Regions from separate parts of the Sus scrofa genome. Here region 2 is linked to region 1. A link is a contact called in public Hi-C data. All regions are on one chromosome and are shown on one strand. Each heading gives the region's core, a stretch centred on a gene start, on an enhancer-like site or on the middle of the called end of the contact. The rest is flanking DNA. Distances are from core to core; before and after follow the strand shown. Region 1 holds the start of BCOR (BCL-6 corepressor). Region 2 overlaps LOC110257747 (a long non-coding RNA gene).

Evidence for each region. A called contact is a pair of places that touch in the nucleus more often than the background predicts.
Region 2: a Hi-C map of liver shows a contact between it and region 1, with 3 times the contacts expected there. The contact joins the enhancer-like site here to the promoter of BCOR in region 1. A contact is called at or near these places in 3 of 47 Hi-C or Micro-C datasets (heart right ventricle, liver and skeletal muscle) and 1 of 2 datasets of contacts at active chromatin or transcription factors (skeletal muscle).

Annotation. Positions count from the first base shown.
Region 1 is chrX:35,889,610-35,892,309 of Sscrofa11.1, forward strand. BCOR (BCL-6 corepressor) reads right to left here and starts at 1,404. Exons shown (of 14, transcript XM_021079595.1): 1 at 1,220-1,404. It overlaps LOC106506945, which reads left to right. Exons shown (of 4, transcript XM_021079602.1): 1 at 1-1,191; 2 at 2,464-2,688.
Region 2 is chrX:35,937,524-35,940,223 of Sscrofa11.1, forward strand. All of the region lies in intron 1 of LOC110257747 (a long non-coding RNA gene), which reads left to right. Among named protein-coding and RNA genes, the nearest start is that of BCOR, 48 kb to the left of the region's middle. Within about 2 kb of position 1,253, at least 19 of the 83 cell types and tissues checked have an H3K27ac peak or open chromatin away from gene starts, as enhancers often do. A contact at or near this core is called in liver, where this site is marked.

The sequences.
Region 1 (2,700 bases), core at 154-2,653:
CCCCCTGCCCCCACCTCCGGAAGAGCCGCCCTTCTCCGTTGGCGGGGCGGGGTGGGGGAGGGACGGGGGACGGGGACGGACGACTTTGCGGGGCCACGGCTCCGCGCCTTTCCCGCGTGGCGTCGGAGAGGAGCGTGGGAGGGTTTCCCGTCCAAGGCCTGGCCACACTCTCCACTTTTCCAGGCCTCGGACTTGAACCTCGTGGACTATGGAGCAGAGGAGGACACTTCTTCGGGCCCCTCTGGGGAGGAGGGGTACCGAAGTCAGGCATTCTCAAGGGCTCCGGCGAATGGCCAAGTTTGTGTCCTTTCCCTCCCACGCTGGAGTAGCGCTCGCCACTTTGGGGAAGCGTGAGACTCCTCATCCCCGGCCACGAGGCCATCCCTGTCTTCAAGGTGGGGCCGATGGTCTCTCTTCAGCACCCTCTCCCGCTCTGCGGCTCCTGCACGGCTCCTACAGTCCGGGGAGGCCCCCAGAGACGGCCCGCGCCTTCTCTCGCCCGCTCTTCCGGGGGGGGGGGAGGCGCGTGGGTCGTGTGCCCTACGACTCCAGCCCGCAGCCTCCGCGGAGCCGCCTCGGCAGCCCTCCCCGCCCGGAGTCGCCCTGCGGGATGCAGCCTCCCCCACGCGTAATGAGGCACCCCTGGGACGCAGGCAGGGATGGCGGTTCCGGTCGTTCCGGGATTTGCGTGCAAGAAGAAAACAAGGCCGGCGACTACAGGAGCGGCGCCTCCATTCTTGAGGTTCAGACGCCCGCGCGGTCTCCGCGTCGGTCCCGCTATCGCCACTCCTGTCTGGGGGGCCCGCTTCTGTACCCCCCGCCACCCCCCAGGAATCCCTCGTCCCGCCCGCGCCGCACCACGCGGAGCTCCGAGCACGCCGGCTCCCACCCCAGCCCCTCCATAACTCGCGCGCCTTCCTCGCCCCGGGCTCGGGCGCCACTCGCTCTCAGCGCCCGGAGTACGCCGGTTCCACCCTCGGCTGCGAAAGCCGCCGCCCCGTGCCACCCCCGCCCGGCCCGGCCCTTGTCCCAGCCCGGCTCCCCCGCCAGCTGCGCCGCCACCGCCGCACGTGACCCGCCCCCGTCGCGGCTTCCGCTGAGCTGCCTGTTCCGGAGCACAAACAATTTCTGCTCTGACGCGGGGTCTCTCGGGCCCCGGCGTCCTCTCCTCCCTGCCTCCCCCCCTTCCGGGTACGAGAACTCAAAACAACTCGCTGACCTTCGGGCCGACCAGCTCTGGCTTCCACCGACTCCGGCATTCCGTTCAAACCTTGCAGCGGCAGCTTCTAAGATTTCACTCCGCGCTGGGCTGGGGGGAGGGAGGGATTTATCCGGGAGGGGATGTCTCAGATCGAAAGAGCCACTTCACGCTCCTTCCTCTCCTCCGAAGTGAGTTTTTAGACTATCCGGAGGCCCTGGGGAAAGCCGCGCGCGAAGAAAGCCCCCCCCACCCCAACACACACACACACACACACACACACACACACACACACACACACACGCCGCCTTGACTAGCGCCTGACCTGATTTCCAGGGCCACAGCCTAGCGGCAGAGGGTCTAGCCAGCCTCGGGTCTGGCTGGCCTCGGAAATACTCTAAGCAGTGGATCAGAGCTCGGGTGAGGTGGGGGGATTGTGCTAAACAGTAATAGTAGCTCCCACTTCGGCGCTGTGCTGAGTACTTTACAAGCCCTCCTGCTTTACAGATCAGGAAACTGAGGCATCGAGAAAGCTCAGTTAAATGACTCTGTGAGAGTACTCCAGCTAGTAAGTGACTTGGAATATGAACCTGGGTCTCCCAGAGCCCCGGGCGGTTTAAACATTATGCTAGTTCTCACCTTGGAGTAAAAAGTACAGGCCCAGCTACAAAACGTAGTGTTTGCTTCCAGGCTATATATTTTCCATGTTGCATGGTGACTGGCACATAGTAGGCACCTAATAACTATTGGTGAAGTGAGTATCTGAATAAACGATAGACGGAATCACTGACGGTAAGTGGTTTTAGAGAAAACAGCCCCGAGCACTGTTCCTTCTAAGAGGACTGTTACACCTTAATAAATTCTCTAGCTGTTTTTTGACTGTTTGCAGATAACAGGAAACTCTTATTCAAAAATATATTAACCTCCCACCCCTACCCCCCAGCCAATCAGCCCGGCAGCATTTGAACTTGCTGGGGCACATAGCCAAAGCAGCTTTTACTTGGTCTCAGCCATTTCCCCCCCCACACACACACCTGTTCCTTCTCTGTAGGCTTCTGCTCGGGGTCAGGCAGCCTGGAACTGCATTTGAAATGATTCTGAACATATAACAGGAAAGGAGTGTACACCCACCAAACAAGGTTCAGTAGCTTCCCTTCCACAGGCTGCCGGTGGTGGTGGTGGCGGCGGCGGTGGCGGCGGTGGTGGTGGCGGCGTGGGGGCGGGGAGCGTGACTTCCAGCTCAGTGGCTATTTTTTAACTTACAGACCACGTAAGGAACACTGTGATCGGTGCATCTGTGCGGCTCACTCCGGAGTCCCAGCCCTCACCAGCTGCGTGGTGACATCTCTTGGAAGGCATTATCTACCTTAACCCACGATTCTGAGATGCTGGGCAGGGGGACTGCCTTTGCCATCTGGAGAGCCGCTACCTGTCCTGCTCCTTCCGGTGGCCCGAGAGAGGGTGCGATTTTAAAAAATTCATATATGCAGGTAATCCAATAG
Region 2 (2,700 bases), core at 3-2,502, 48 kb after region 1:
AGGTGCACGCTAGCCATTTCATTAAGAAATGATGTCTCTGATGTGACGTGTCGGCTTTCCAGAGGCGGACAGAAAAGCCTGCTTGTGGCTGGGGACAGCCACTTCCCCTCCATTCAGTGACTGCGCCTGTGACACCTGGCCGTTCAGGCGGGGAGACGGTGGCGGGGGGGGGGCAAACAGCCTCACTAGACGCGCCACTGCAGACGACGATGACGACGAGACTGTAGCTGAATGATCAACAGCTTCCTTTCTTCCTCCCCACCCCCACGCCTGGTGCTGGAACATTCCAGACATCTGGAATTATGACTGGTTAAATGCAGTCAAACACAGATTTCTTTTTGTGGAAATATTCTGATCTAAGACCCAGGAGGGCAGGGATATTGGGTAATTGCCATCCGTGCAATAAACATATTATGGAAGTTTATAAACTTGGCCAATCTCTTGGCTGCTTTAGGCTTCTGGTGTGCCTGGGATGGCTTTGATTTTGAAATCACTTAGACGATAGGCAGACTTTCCTTCTCCTCGCGTTTGCAGTACAATCTGATAAACACATCTGTGACAAGTCCTGTTTGGGGTAGTTTGGGGCAGACCGAAAGGATAGAGTACTTTTTACGAAATAAATACCTACATTAGAAAAGCATGTCTGTGACTCGACCAGCGTTGGGAAGAATGGAAAATAGCACGAGATATTCCATGCACACTTTAGCTAATCTCCCTTTTAGACAGAAGAAATTCAAATGAGCCTCTGCCATTAAAACTTTGATTATCAGAAACTTCGTCTTAATCAGAGCTTGCCGTAAACTCTGTGTGCTCAGCTGACTTGTGTATTTAACATTCTTGATATTCTCCGCTGTTCCAATTATCCAAATTTTTTCTTAAACTCAATTTCCCAGGGCCTCGTGGTGTTCAGCTAATCAAGCTTTAACTTTTTTTTTTTTTTTTAAGTGTTTATCTCCCGAGCTCTCTATACACACTGTGTGTGTAGACGCACAGGCACCAGATCGAAGGCGATGTCAGGATGCTTGATGGGTGACCCGAGGCGTGGTATTTGCCCCTGCAGGGGCAACCCACGTCAGGGCCCTGGGGGAACCTCTCCCTGCCTCTTCCCGGTGCCACCCACCCTCCGCGAGACCCGAGTCCCGACCAGAAATACTAGGAGGGCAGAGGGCGCGTTCCGTGGACATATTTTGCTGGCTGCTGGCTTCCCTCTGCCGCCTCCTCAGTGGCTCAGAAAGATTAGCCTTGAGGAATGTGGTCAGCACACCCTGCACGCATAACTCAGCCCGGAACATCCCAGCAGACAATCACAGGAAATGCTGCCTGTCATGACGACGTGCACGCTCACGCATCAGTCCCCAGACACGCCGCACGTCGCAGCGCGCGCACACACACGTGCACACACCCCGCGCCCCCGGACTCACGTTCCCGCCCCCCCCACTCCCTGCACGTGCCCTGCATGCACTTGGGCCCCCACCCCAGTGCTTAGGGGAGAGGATCCACCCCCCACCTCTAAAATCGCTGTGGCTACTTCCCTTCCCATTCTACGTTTGGTCCGCAAGGGTCAAGAATTGTTGAGAAAGTCGATCTTGGCCTCATTCCAAGGGCCGGAAGGGTTGGGGCCAGAGATTGTGTTATTTCAGTTGTGGGAGGGGGAGGCCCGCTACGGCGTGCCTGGGATCCGGCACGATCGCATCCCGCAGCCCGGCCGCCGGGGGCCAAATGTCCACGCAGCAACGTCTGCGCATGCCCACCAAGTCCCACTGCCCTTTGAACCAAGCTCTGTTCTGCCCCTGGAATGTTCTTGTGATCCCCCTGTCTCTGCCTATTGAAATCTTCCCCTTTCCTCAGTGCCTCGCGCGAGCCCCACCTCCCCTGAAGAGGCCAGCTGGAAATGATCTCGCTCATTTCAACTCTTAAAGCCTTTATTTTCTAGAGCACTCACTGCTCCCAAAGTAAACGCTGCTATTGGGCATCTGGGGGGTTTTGTGTGTGCAGGTGAGGGCAGCAACTTTGTCCTCCTCTGCCTCCCGATGCAGCCTAAGTATGATGATTCGCACATAAAAGGCGCTCCACAAATGTTTGTGGATGATGATAAGACCAACAGCCAGCATTAATTGAGCACGTACTGTGGGGCCAGGCACTTACCCAGATGATGCTATTTAGTGTTTTGGGTTTTGATTAAATACATTTTTATATATACAATTTTTTTTGGTCTTTTGTCTTTTTAGGGCCGCACCCACAGCATATGGAGGTTCCCAGGCTAGGGGTCTAATCCAAGCTGTAGCCGCTGGCCTACACCACAGCCACAGCAATGCAGGATCCGAGCTGTGTCTGCAACTTACACGGCAGCTCACGGCCAATGCCGGATCCTCAACCCACTGAGGCCAGGGATTGAACCTGCAACCTCATGGTTCCTAGTCAGATTTGTTTCCACTGCACCATGACGGGAACTCCTATATATACAATAGTTTTGGCTGCGCCCGAGGCACACAGATGTTCCTGGGCCAGGGATCGAACCCGAACCACAGCAGTGACAATGCCGGGTCCTTAACTGTTAGGCCACTGGGGAGTTCCTATATATATTTTAATATATTCGCTTTATAAAAAAATTAAAATGTAATACATGAAGAAGTGAAAGCCTTTCCCATTCCACTCTCTACCCCCCTTATCCCCCCTTATCTTGCTGGAGTTAATCACCCT